3 separate regions of the Mus musculus genome follow, and regions 1 and 2 are each linked to region 3. A link is a contact called in public HiChIP or PLAC-seq data. All regions are on one chromosome and are shown on one strand. The core of a region is the stretch at or near the end of the contact, and the rest is flanking DNA. Distances in the headings are between cores, read along the strand shown.

Region 1 (4,493 bases), core at 156-2,655, 240 kb before region 3:
GGCAGAGGCAGTGGATCTCTGTGAGTCCAGAGCCAGCCTGGGCTATAGAGTGAGTTTCAGGACAGTGAGGGCTACACAGAGAAACCCTGTCTCAAGCCCCTCCTCCCTAAATAAAGGCTGAGAGTGGGCTGAGGAGCCACCCACCGGTGGTGAGCAGGACTGGCCGCCTTACATAGGATTAGGACTCAGTTTCCAGCACCCAGGTGACAGGTAACAACTGTCTGTAAATCTAGTTTCAGAGGATCCCATTCTGATCTCTTTGGGACCAGACAGGGACATGGAACACATGCATATATGTAGGTAAATAAATACTCATACACATAAAATTAAGTAAATCTAAGAATAAAGTAAGTTAGCACTAGCATGGAGAAAAGTCTATGATCCAACATTAACTTTCAAGGCAAACATAAACACAGAGAATGAAAGGTGTAGAGTCAGCTGCTGTCCTTGGCACTAGGGGACAGAGAAGAAAGGCAAAGTCTTTTCTCTATTTTCAGAAACTTATGTTCAATTTTCATGGTATAAAGGATCCCACTTTATCAAATTTACTTTTACTATTAATAAATGAAATTTGTGCCAACTTATTTAGAAAATTAAGCTTAAATCTATAGGAAAAATAGAGAGGACTGTAGTAATATATATGTAATTTTATGGATTTTGAAACAAGTATAGAAAATGTAGGGAGTATATATAATACATATAATATTAATGGCAAGAAAAAGTCTCAAAATCACTATTGAAAGTCTTCATTGTTTTCAAAAAACTAATATTACTGATGTCACATGAAAAAAAATTCAGCCAAGGACAATGGCTCATTGTCTACATATCTACAGATAGAAAGAAACCATGGAGTTACAGATGATAGAACAGTGTATTTTATTTAAAAATCACTTTGTAATGTGTAACTGTTAGGAAAATGTCTTGAACACCTTTAATCCCAGCACTTGGGAGGCAGAGGCAGGCGGATTTCTGAGTTCAAGGCCAGCCTGGTCTACAGAGTGAGTTCCAGGACAGCCAGGGCTATACAGAGAAACCCTGTCTCGAAAATCAAAAAAAAAAAAAAAAAAAGGAAAAGGAAAATGTCTTGAACTTAACTACGTCAAGCTTCAAAGATGAAAGTCAAGAAATTGAGAGACTTGCACAAACCAGAGTCAGGATATTTTAAACTGTACATATTTTACTATGTACACCTCTACTGTTCTGAGACTGTATGGTAAATAAAACAACTTCATGATAAAAACAAAAATAAAATACTCCAACATTTAGAATTTATACAAAACCCCAGTATTAATAAGTATTAAACTATATGCTGAAAAAAAATCATGAGTCAGTACAGATACAAAAAGATGGTCAGCAGGGACGGTAAAGGCATTTGCCACCAGACCTGATGACTAACTGCACACTTCCACGGCCACGTGGGAGGAGAGAATGACTTCAGGAAGCTGTTGACCTCACACTCAAACTACAGCACAGCATGTGCCCACACACGGATGGATGGCTGGAAGGAAGGAAGAAAAGAAAGGAAGGGAGGAAGGAAGGAAAATAAATTTTAAAGGAAAGTATGCCATGTGCCACCATGAATGACCTTGAACATTTTTCAAGTAAAATAAAAATGTAAGATATGAACAGTAAGCCGAGCTTTCTTCTAAGATAAGATGAGTATGTGTACATATGCCTATTCTTAATTGATTCAGTGAAAGGCTGTAAGATTTTCCTTTCCCTCACACATGTAGGTTGGGGTTTGGAATTATGTAGATATTTTACAATTATAAAACAGAATTCAAAATGGGAGTGAGGAAGTATCCCTAAAAGCTGACAGCAACATCAGCAGAGAAGCTGTTGGCGACTGAAGGACAGCGAGAGGTGCAGTCACTCTCCTCTTGCATGGTCGTCGGCAGTTTGCTCATGACCCAGTGCGTGTGCCATGCCCACATGCACAGGGAGGCACTAACTGGACTCTGGGATTAACAACAAAAGCAGAGCATGGAGTGGGGAGGGAGGCAGGGCAGAGAGGCATTAAGGTGAGTTGCAGGGAGATGGTGGTGGATAGGTATGATCAACACGCATTGTCTACTGTATGACTTTTTAAAGAATACATTTAATGGGCTGACGAGATGGCTCAGCAGGTAGGCGCTCTTACAGAGGACCGGAGTTTGACCCCTAGAAACCACAAGCATCCATAACTCCAGTTCCAGAGGATCTGACACCTTCTAATCTACACAGGTACGAGGCATGCACATGGTACACATACATATATGTATGTAAAACACTCACATACATAAAAATAAAATCTTAAAAATTTGAAATATGACTTGGAAAACACTGACAGCCTGGTGTGGTAGCATACACATATCCCAGCACAGAGCAGGCAGAAGCAGATGGATCTCTGGGAGTTCAAGGCCAGCAAAGTCTACATAGTGAGTTTCAGCCCATCGAGGGCTTATAAGTCTCAGAAAAACATTGACAGCAAGATTTAAAAAAAAAAAAAAAAAAAAAGCCTATCTACATGTGAAGGTTATTCTTGTTGTCACCTTGACTACATCTGGAATTAACTGAAACTCAAGTGGCTGGGTATACTTGTTAGGATTTTTTTTTCCCTGAATTAAATGGGAAGATCCACTTTTAACCTGAATCTTCTGAGGTGGGAAAATCCACCTTAATCTGGCCCACACCTCCCGCTTACCGCTTATACAAAGTACACAGAAAATGCAAGGTGGCTTTCTTTGCCTGCTTGCTCTCACTCTGGCTCACAAGTCCATTTTTCACTGGCATTACAGCCTACTTCAGGATTCCACTGTGTACTGAAGACTAGTTGAGATATCCAGCCTCATGGACTAAACAAGTGGATTCTTAGACAGCCATTGTTAGACTAGACTAGCTGGACCACACCCTGTAATCCACTCTAATAAGGCATAGATAGATAGATATAGATATATGTGTGTGTATAAATATACATATATGTATGTGGTGTATATATTTATACACATACATATATCTATATATTTATCTATAAATTCATTCTATAAGTTGTTCCTCTAGATATTCACGACACTATATATTTATCAAATATATAGCTTAATCCACAAGATCTTTTCAAATGATTTTTAAAACAGCGATCTCCCTATATATCCTTAGAAATTATCAATTACACATGATTCTTACATTACTGTTAATTATTTTTTATAATTTCAAAATAACAGTAATCAGATAATTTATGTACAAATATAGTCATTTACTACTCAAGATTTCCTCATAAGAGAACAGAACTCTAAGTTTAAAACTTAAAATCTGAAAGGGAAATTTTATAATCCAAACTTGTCATCCTGAAATAGTTCAGGAAACATTAAATCATGATGTATTTCTCACTTAACAAGCATGATGTTAGACATGGTGGCATACACTCGAGATGCTGAGGCAGAGGAATCTCAAGCTCCAGACCGACCTAGATAGATGGAGCTGGAGACGCCTCAGCAGTTTAGACCACTGGCTGTGCTTCCACAGAACCAGGGTTTGGTTCCCAGCACCCACATAGTGGCTCACGGCCATCTGTAACTCCAGTTCCAGGGAACCGACCCCCTCTCTTCTGTTCCTACCAGGCATGCATGTACTGCACAAGCATACAGACAGGCAAAACTCCATATACATAAAAAAAATTTTTTTTAAATAGGAGGGCTGGAGATACAGCTTAGCAGTTGAGTTGCAGAGCATACAGGTGGTCCTAGGTTCAATGCCAGCACTACAGGAAAACAAACATTTGAAGTTGGCATTGCATTTTTATACAAAAGCACAAGCAGAAAAGAAAATATTGGATACATCCAACTTAATCAAAATTTAACTTCTGGGCATCACAGGGCGCTATCAAGGTATTGAAAAGGCAAAGCACAGAAAGTGAATTTTTAAATGTACCTACAGTCAAGGTAAAATACCCTCATAATAAAAATCAGGGTAAACTATTCCACAGTTCCCATGCAATTCAATAGCAAATTCAATACATTTTTCAAGGCAAAAGATTTTCATACACACTTCTCCAAAAGAGAAAAGCAAACAGCCACAGAACAAATGGGTGGAAGTGCTGTGTCGTTTGACTATTAGAATAAACAGCCATGATCAAAAAGCAATGAAAAGCAATGTTTGCTGTTTACAATAAACCAGTTTGGTTCTCAACACCCACAGGAGTGGCTGAAATCCACCAATCCCTTCTTCTGACCTCCACAGGCACCTACACTCACATGCAAAGGTACTCATACACATAAACAAAAGGAAAATAAATCTTAATAGAAAATAAGTATTAGAGGATGGAGAAAAACTGGAACCCAATTGCTGGTGGTAATGTCAAATGGTACAAATCCTATGAAAAACATATTGACTATCCCGTGGTGTATTAAATACTGAAATGCCACATAGCCAAGCAATATTACTAGGAATATATCCTAAAGAAATATCTGTCGCTCAACCAAAATCTTCTACACATACATAGGTTCAGAGGAACTCTA
Region 2 (4,104 bases), core at 738-3,237, 140 kb after region 3:
TGTGTGTGTGTGTGTGTGTGTGTATACAAAGAAGCCTGGGATCAACCTCAGGTAAGTTATCCTTCAGGAGATGTCACCATGTTTTTGAAGCAGGGTCTCTCAGTAGAACATGGGTCTCACCAGTTAATCTAGGCTGACTGGCCAGCAAGCCACAGAGATCTTCTTGTCTCCCATTTTCCAGCACTGGAAGTTCAAGTACATGTTACTATACCCAGCTTTTCTTTCTTTCTTTTTGAAAAATGATTTATTTCTTTTTATGTGCTTTGGTGTTTTGCCTACATTTATATCTATGTGATGGTGTTGGATCACCTGGAACTAAAGTTACAGACAATTTGTTAGTTGCCATGTGGTTGCTAGGAAGTGAACCCATGTCCTCTGGAAGACTATCCAGTGCTGCTAACTGCTAAGCTATCTCTCTGGCTCGTACCTAGCATTTTATATGGGTGCTGGTGGGTGCCAATCTTACGTCTTCATGCTTGCATGCAAGTCCTTTCTGGACAGCTGTTTCCCCTGCACCTCCGTTGCATTTGACTAAGGATTTCTGAACCAGTCCTCCAGCATGAATGATAACATTCGGGTATTTTCACTGTATCCTTGTTGCTAGGGAACATAGGTCTAATATTTCATGAACATGTAAACCAAACACCCAGAAGGCAGAGGCAGGATTGCTGTGAATTTGAGTTTAGCCTGGTTATATAGTGAGTTCCAGTCTGGCTTAGGCTTCTAACAAGGGACTGTCTTACCCTAACCACTTGCTTCAATCACTTCAACACTCCAAGATGGCCAGCAATTGGTATACCTGTCTCTTTCCAATTCCCTGGCAACAGATTAGGGGTGGTGGCTCACAGCTCACTCATCTCTGTGTCCATATGAGGATTAAGAATGTGGAAAGATGTCGCAGGCATTTGTGAGGTGTATACTCCTTAGCGACTGTTTCAAAAATATATACAGACACACTGGTGATGCAAATTAGTGAACTGTGGATGCCCCAGAGTCTGTCTTGAGTTTTAGTTCAATTTATATTCAGTGTCAGCTGACTGTTACTCTATAAATCAAATTCTGATAAGTTCCTTATTCTGTACATAGGAAACAGACAGGAAGACTCATGGTTCCCTAATACACATGTTGTAGAATAGACAGAGAGACAGAGACACAGATAGACATAGACAGACAGACAGACACACACACACAGAGTAACATATTTGAACCAGGATAAGAGGAAAATGAATGAAGTGCCTTGAACATCCAGTATAGGTGAGTGGTTAAAAGGAGTAACACTGAGACAATGTAATCATCTATTGATTAACCGTATGTATCAGATTCACTTTAAGTGTTATCTATAAATACATAATGTGGTATATAATGTAAGATTTTTAAATACAAAGATCTCGTAGAATGATTAAACAGAGATGATTAACATACACAGTACCTTGTGTATTTACGTTTCATCTGTCATGAAGATTCTGAAATCAACTTTGTAAGCAAGTTGTCACCATTATTCATTGTTATTAGTTAATACAGGAAGTTTCTCAAATCCTTTAATATTTAAAGGTGATTTTTTATTATTATTTCATTTTATAATAAATTGAGGCTTACGGTGGTTAAACAAGTTGTTTAGCACCACATTTAATAACTAGCAGAACCCCAATCCAAACCCTATAAGTCGTCAGATTTGAAAGTCTGCTTTGGTCCTTGCTTCTCTTGGAAGTGGGGTAGAGCTGGGGGGTGGGGAGCTAGACATGAGAGGATCAGCAATAAAGATCCTGTGGTGGCCTCAGAGAGTGGAATGGGGCTGGGGCTTCCGTAATTCTTGATATTCTCACAGCTGTAATGTGTATAGGCCTTGAATCTGCAGTCTTTCCCTCTTCCCGAAGAAGCACTTTTATTTCAGGGGAGAAAGCTGGTCTGGGTTCTGTTCTCTGCTGGGGTCTGAAGGGAGTTGGCTGGCTCTCCTTCCTGAGTATACATGACTAAGAGAGCTGGGAGGGCTACAGCAAGAGACCCGTTGCCAAGAACATCTTGGGTGGAGAGACTTCTGGGACATTTTTTCCACTCTGCATCAGATGGAGTAAAATTGATTAGCATCTAATTGGTTTCAGCTGCACTTAGAGTAGTGCATAGAAAGCTCCACTGTACTTTACTAAATTCAGTTCCTTACGGTTAACAGATCGAAAGAATAATTAAAACACACACACACACACACACACACACACACACACACACACACACATTCCAAAATAAAGAAACCAGTGCTTTGGGTCACATTTTACCCATTTGGAATTCATACTTTGAGTAAAGTATGAAGAAAGAAACCAAAGAAAGAAATCTCTGTCCTGGAAGACTCTTGGGAAGTGGGCTGCTTAGAAATCAAAACATCTGTGCTGGGCCTCGGCTTTCCCTGAACAGCCTTGTGGTCTGCAAAAACCTTTTCATCTCCCTGCACTGTGCGCTGGTTCCTAGAATTATTGGGAAATTGAGGAGCTTGGTTTTAGCAATCTCCAAAGTTCCTTTCTTCTCTCGTTTCATACTTTGGTTCCTGTCAATTGTTCTCATGAGCTGGGACAATCCCAGAATATCATTACAGTGCAACTGCTTTCGCGAATTAAGGGCCAGAGGGCAAACAAAGGACTGGGAAATCTGTTTTACTGGGTGTTTTGGGGGGCCAGGATACCTCAGTCCTCGCCCTTCACATCTCCATCCACGAAAAGCGACAGAGGACACTTTATACGAGTGCAAAGCTCTTTGCTAATAGGTTTGACAGTGCTGGGTGTGTACTTCACTGACCAAAGAGTGTGCTCAGCACACCAAAGGCCCTGGCTTCAATCCTAGCATCCCAACCAAAAAGAAAATAAAATTTATTTCAAAAAGTATGGTACAAACAAGCTATAGGAGACGCAGCTTGCCAGCTAAACTGCCTCTCCAATCCCCCTTCCTCTTTTTAACGATCATTTGTTTACATTGTTTCCTCTTTTTAACAATCATTTGCTTACATTGTTTCCTCTTTTTAACTACCATTTGCTTACACTGTTTCTGCTCTTTCTATACGCTTTATTCCCTGCCTCCATTTGCTGTTTCTGTTTGGCTAAGTCTCCCCCCAACTGGCCTCAGTTTCACTGTCTCTAAGGAAGAAAAGTTGTGTGTTTGTGTAGGGTTGTTCAGACGATTTTGTACTGCTGTCTTCCAGTTGTGAGATATTCAAACATTTACAACGATAAAAACCAGTGAATGCTACTATTTTCTTGAATACTTACAATATAAACTATGCTAGCTAGTTTCATGTCAACACAAGCAAGAGTCATTTGGGAAGCAGGAGCCTCAACTGAGGAAACGCCCCCAACAAGACTGACCTGTAGGCAAATGTCTTATATTGGGGGGCTCAGGTTGCTGCTGGTGATGGTTCTGAATTTTATAAGGAAGCAGGCTGAGCAAGCCAGGAAGTGCAAGCCAGGAAGTGCAAGCCAGGAAGCAGCATTCTCTGTTTTTCTGATTCAGTTCCTTCCTCCAAGCTCCTGTCCTGACTTCCCTGGATGATGGAGTAGAAGCTGTAAGATGAAATAAACCCTTTTCTCTACAAGTTGCTTTTGGTCATAGTGTTACATCACAACAATAGAAACCCTAAGACACACCATGTGTCGCTCCAAATGGGATGGTGATCAAGACTGCTAGACTCAGGGCTGCTGCATCCAGAGTCCATGGCTTGCAGGACACAGGCTCCCACTGTGGGTATAAGAACAGAGCACTGCTCGAGACCCATTATAAAGAGTAACACTGAAGAACTCTTGGCTTTGGCTGCCATGGATCGCTAGGAGGTGCTGTCCTTTGCTGATGGGGTAGGTTTGTGTTAGCAATGCAAGGATTGGTGAGACTGAAGGTGAGGTAAGACTCTGCAAGTCCCAGGGTGCTTATAAACCCAAGCGGCGTTTTCCCAAAGCAGAACTCCCTTCCAACGATAAATCATGCACTAGAAGACCAAGGTGTGGGAGAGTTCGGGTTTAGACATCATCCATTTGACTGACACATGGGTTTGGGAAAGGCAGCCTTATTAGACTGGAAAGTTCCCTCTGGAAATATCATGTGTCTCCCTGCAAAGGGAAGGAAGGCTGG
Region 3 (4,586 bases), core at 1,343-3,842:
GACCCCAGTATTCAAATCCAGTTCTACTTAATAGGTTTGTGATCTTGAGAGAGACCTCATTTCTCTGAGCCCTTGTTTCTTCCTCTAAAAATGGAGAGTGCCTCATCTTAGAATCATTGACTACTCTCCCTGGGCTCCTCCTAATATGCTAGATTGTGGCTCACGCCTTTAATCCCAGCACTTGGGAGGCAGAGGCAGGTGGATTTCTGAGTTCAAGGCCAGCCTGGGCTACACAGAGAAATTCTGTCTCGAAACAAACAAAACCAAAAAAACAAAAATAACAAAAATAATAAAAAATTTTAAAAATACTTGATTGAAATAAAACACGACATGTTAAAATTAAGAGGAACCAAAGTCTGTCCAATGAACATAATCTCCCCTTACCTGTCCTATATCCTACCTTTCCCTAGTACTCCTGTTGTAGGTTACCGGTGTCTACCACAATGGCCTCCTAACCAGCCCCCAAATCCCTTCTCCTTCATTCAGCCCCTTGCCACTCCACAGGAACAAACATGTGCACTCAGAATACAACCCACACTCTATGGAAGTCTTCAAGATGTGACACCCTCTGAGTGTCCCCGGTTCTTTGCAATGATCATCTTTCAGCAGTTCTTTTCCTTGCTCCTGGACTTTCACACACACTCTTCTTTTTACCTGGATTGGTCCAATGGCTCACACTCAAATCTTCACTGTTACTTCCTTCAGAAGGCTGACTCAAACGGCACTTACTCAAGAACCAAAATAGGTCAAATCCCTGTCATTCTATCTCAGGGGATTAGCCCCAGAACTTAGGAAAATGTTGGGACACATCAAGTACTGTGTAAACATCTATCGAGGAGCAAATTAAGGGACACTGTGTCCAGATGCCTCATTTGGCAAACAGGAAGTGCTAAGTGACCAGCAGAAGGGTGAGATGTGAAGAAAAAGTCTTATTCCTGGGTCAATGTTTTCCCTGTTAACTCGAAGGTTCTTTCTGGCTCCACATTCTTTTATCTTGGCTAACCAATTAAAAGAGAGGAAAAATATTTAACAAGTGGAAGATGCTTTCTTGTTTTGCTTTGACTCCCCTGCAGGGCACATTAGAGCACTTCTATTATCCTCTCTGCACCTCCTCACTCCAGTACACTACTGACTAAGCCACTAGGAGATAGGACAGACAGTTCCTGTAAAGAAGGAATCACATTCAGTAACATACAGTAACACAGATACAATGGTATGATGTGTGACACACAGAGGAAGTAATTTGGCTCTAATTGTCCTGGGAACAGTTTTTTTTTTTTTTTTTTTTTTTTTTTTTTTTTTTTTTAGAATTACAGAAAAGACTCCTAAGATAAAATTTTGAAATGTGAATAGTTCCTCAGGGTCAAAGGAAGCGCAGCGTGGTTTTTTTTTGTTGTTGTTGTTTTTGGGTTTTTTTGTTTTTTTTTTTTGTACCCAACCCCAACCCCACAATTTAGTGAAGCTGCCTTTCTGGGTGTGTGTGTGTGTGCAAGGCTCACTGACTCCACAAATGGTACTTTGGGTATCGGGAAAAGAGGGGAACTGGAAATAAAAACCAAGGAAGTAGGTCAGCACCTCCTACGCCACGTTAAATGCCACTTTGATGCAAACGCATGGAAAGTCTCGGAAGACTTAACCAGTAAGAAATCGCCAACCTCTGTTAACGGGAGCCCTTTTGACTCCCTGTCTAGACTCAAGAAAGAAGGCGAAGTCCGGCTTAGTGGCGCATGTCTTTTAGCCCCAGATTTGGGAGGTAGAGGCAGGCGGAGCTCTGTGAGCTTGAGGTTAGCATGGTCTCCACAATGAATTCCAGAGTTCATTGGGGGGCGCGGGGGGCGTCGAAGACCTGCGGCAGGCCAAACACAACCCAAAGGCTACCACCCACCCACCCACCCTTGGTCAGACGCTACGGGTGACAATGGCTCGCCTAGTCCCCCTCCCCCTCCAACCCGGTGCCACGGAGCTCGGGCCACCGCCCCGCTCCCCACCCCCGGGACTCGCCGCCGCTCACCTCCGCAAGTTCTCGATCTCGGCGGGGATGCTCTGCAGCTGGTTGCCGCCCAGGCTGAGGGTCTGAAGGGCGCGCAGCTCCAGCAGCGAGGCGGGCAGCTCCTGGAAGCAGTTGCCGCTGAGGTTGAGCACTTGGAGGCTGCGGCAGAGCGGCGACTGGGCCAGGCCCTTGGGCAGCGAGCCCGGGCCGCCGAGCCGGTTGTTCCTGGCCAGCAGCGTGCGCAGGCCGCTCAGCGTCAGCAGCTCGGGCCCCAGCGCCGTGAGCGAGTTGCCGCTCACGTCCAGGAGCTGGAGGTGCGGGAAGCCGCCGCCCAACGCCCGCGGCAGCGACGTCAGGCGGTTGTAGGGCAGCAGCAGCCGCAGGAGAGCCTCGCGCGCGCCGCGCCGCTCCTCGGCGCGCGCCTCCAGCTCCGACTCCAACGCCTCGGCCGACACGCTGAGGCGGGACCAGTTGAGTTCGGCCTCCCCGAGCGCGGCCTCCTCCATCCCGCCGGATCCCGGGCCCGCGAGCCGAGGCGGCGCGCCCCGGAACCTAAAGCGAGCGCCGCGTCGGAAGTGGCGCGGCGCGGCCCGGTACGGCCCGGGCGCTCACCCCCGCGCGCCCTCCGAGTCACGCGATGGTCGGCGCCGGGTGCGCGCGCCGCTCCGGGGGCCGGGCTCCGCCTCACGTGGCGCACGGCGCGGCGTCCGCTGCGCAGGAGCCGAGGCCTGGCGCTCCCGGGAACCGTGTGAGGGAGCTGTGCTCGCCCGGGCGTCGCGGGGCTCGGTGGGCGAGCCGGAGGCCTGAGGCTCCCCGGAGCGGGCAGCTCGCCCTTTATAGTGTGGCACCCGGTGGTGGCCTTGGCCGCCAGAGTAAACAGCTCCGGGGCTGTTGATCCCGCCCGGGGGCCTGCGCGTCACGGGGCGCCGCCTCCTTTGTTCTCACTTGAGGCCGGGGCCCCCCCATTTTTGCGGGATCCAGAGAGAGTAGCCATGACGGGGACGTAGCCTGAGAATTTAATGTCTTCAGGAGAACGTGCTTGGTGGCCCCACGCCTCTCGTCCCCGCTCTGAAATGCAGAGGCAGCCGTACTGAGTCTGAGGCCCGCCTGACCTACATAGCCCAGGCTAGCCAGGGCTACACGGTGAAGAACAAAGGCCTCTTCGAAGCTAAAGCCAAAGTCGGAGATGGCTGTCGCCCCAGCTGGAAAGCATGCTTGAAGACCTTCCCTTCCCTGATTGCCTGTTGTTTCTTAAAGCATTGTCTAACGCGAGCGAGCCAAGACAGCCACAGCTATACAGTGAAACCTTGTTTGGAAAAAAAACAAACCCCAAAACAACAACAAAAAGCACCATTGTAAAAGTATTGTGTGTCCAATAAGAACTTTGTCCACGTCAATCACAGAATCACTCCTGTGGGCTTTGGTCCCTTGGGCATGGGAATGCGCTTGGGAGTTGGATATAGGAGCCCCCTTTATTAGATCTAGCTTACACTGAGCTCAGATGGAGAAAGCGTTCAAAGCACTCTGCAAGTGAGAACTAGATAGAATTTAACTGGGAAAGTCTTGACTCTAGCTCTAATTCACTAATTCCAGTAGATTTATTTTCATCCTGATCCCATTTCAATGTCAATCTTTTCTGAGATTTCGTTTTGTAATTTTAAAGTCATTAGTGGAAATAAGAGAAAAGCTTAGTTTCTTACCGAGCTTAAATACAAGAAAGTTAAAAGGTTATGTGATAACCAGTGGGATTAAATTGCTTTTTTTCCTAAAAATCATAACCTCATCTACTCAGTTGTGCAGATGAGAGACTTCATGCTACTTCACAGCTAAGCTTTATGATTGAGTTGTCATGTTTGTTAGTTTAAACAATCTATGAGTGGAATTTAAAAAATATGTGCCAGACATAGTAGTACCTGCTTTTAATCCCAACATTCAGGAGGCAGAGGTGGGAGTGTCTCTGTGAGTACCAGCCTGATCTACATAGTTTTAGGACTGTCAGGGTAACAAAAAAAAAGAAACCATGTCTAAAAAATAAAATAAAATCTGCAAGTGTCTTGAAGACATCTGATTTGGAAGTTCCTTTTTTAAAATGGACCTTATTTCAGATCAACCTAATATTCTAGAAGAAGCCCTACTGTGATCAAGAATACTTAATGCTTTAAAAATGTGTACTCTTGGTAAAACAACAAGCAGTAGCAATGTCAAACGAGGGAAAAAAACAAAACATGATTGAGAAAAAGAGCTAGCCTGTGTAAACATCAGGTAGTAGGGGAAAGATGATCTCAATAATAGAATCTGAAGCTATGCAGAAAGTCCTAAGTGGGGCAGAAACTCCTTTTTAAATAAACAGTGAAGGAAAGAGGGTAGAAAATGGAGCTGTAGCAAAGAAATGGGCAAACTGACAAAATTTAGAGTCTACTGCTTGAAGAGCTGTAGTATGACCTATTTTAATAAAGATTTGTGCTATCGATATCTGTTTGTTGAATTTAGGCTAGATGGAAGCAGATCGTCGAACAGAAACTGTCTTGTAAAAGTTGAACATGGTATTATTTTTGAAGCTATAACAAGAAAACGATCAATATCAACGTAAACAGTG

The links. HiChIP or PLAC-seq counts read pairs in DNA pulled down with a chosen protein or histone mark.
Region 1: a contact with region 3 is called in an H3K4me3 HiChIP or PLAC-seq map of bone marrow-derived macrophages, with 2.5 times the contacts expected there. The contact joins the enhancer-like site here to the promoter of Lrrc58 in region 3. A contact is called at or near these places in 3 of 39 promoter capture datasets (the HPC-7 cell line, cranial neural crest and hippocampal neurons), 28 of 484 Hi-C or Micro-C datasets (CD8 T cells, the G1E-ER4 cell line, LSK cells and 22 more), 14 of 115 datasets of contacts at active chromatin or transcription factors (CD8 T cells, astrocytes, bone marrow-derived macrophages and 11 more) and 3 of 9 other capture datasets (adipose tissue, liver and pancreatic islet).
Region 2: a contact with region 3 is called in an H3K27ac HiChIP or PLAC-seq map of heart atrium, with 7 read pairs. The contact joins the enhancer-like site here to the promoter of Lrrc58 in region 3. A contact is called at or near these places in 2 of 484 Hi-C or Micro-C datasets (adipose-derived mesenchymal stem cells and muscle stem cells), 5 of 115 datasets of contacts at active chromatin or transcription factors (bone marrow-derived macrophages, craniofacial prominence, embryonic stem cells and 1 more) and 3 of 9 other capture datasets (adipose tissue, liver and pancreatic islet).

The regions. Positions count from the first base shown.
Region 1 is chr16:38,107,718-38,112,210 of GRCm38.p6, reverse strand. All of the region lies in intron 1 of Gsk3b (glycogen synthase kinase 3 beta), which reads right to left. Among named protein-coding and RNA genes, the nearest start is that of BC031361, 21 kb to the right of the region's middle. Within about 2 kb of position 1,405, at least 34 of the 459 cell types and tissues checked have an H3K27ac peak or open chromatin away from gene starts, as enhancers often do. A contact at or near this core is called in the G1E-ER4 cell line, the HPC-7 cell line, adipose-derived mesenchymal stem cells and 5 more, where this site is marked.
Region 2 is chr16:37,730,509-37,734,612 of GRCm38.p6, reverse strand. No RefSeq gene overlaps it. Among named protein-coding and RNA genes, the nearest start is that of Gm46547, 17 kb to the right of the region's middle. Within about 2 kb of position 1,987, at least 81 of the 459 cell types and tissues checked have an H3K27ac peak or open chromatin away from gene starts, as enhancers often do. A contact at or near this core is called in adipose tissue, craniofacial prominence, heart atrium and 1 more, where this site is marked.
Region 3 is chr16:37,866,406-37,870,991 of GRCm38.p6, reverse strand. Lrrc58 (leucine rich repeat containing 58) reads right to left here and starts at 2,592. Exons shown (of 4, transcript NM_177093.3): 1 at 2,012-2,592. The coding sequence starts at 2,496.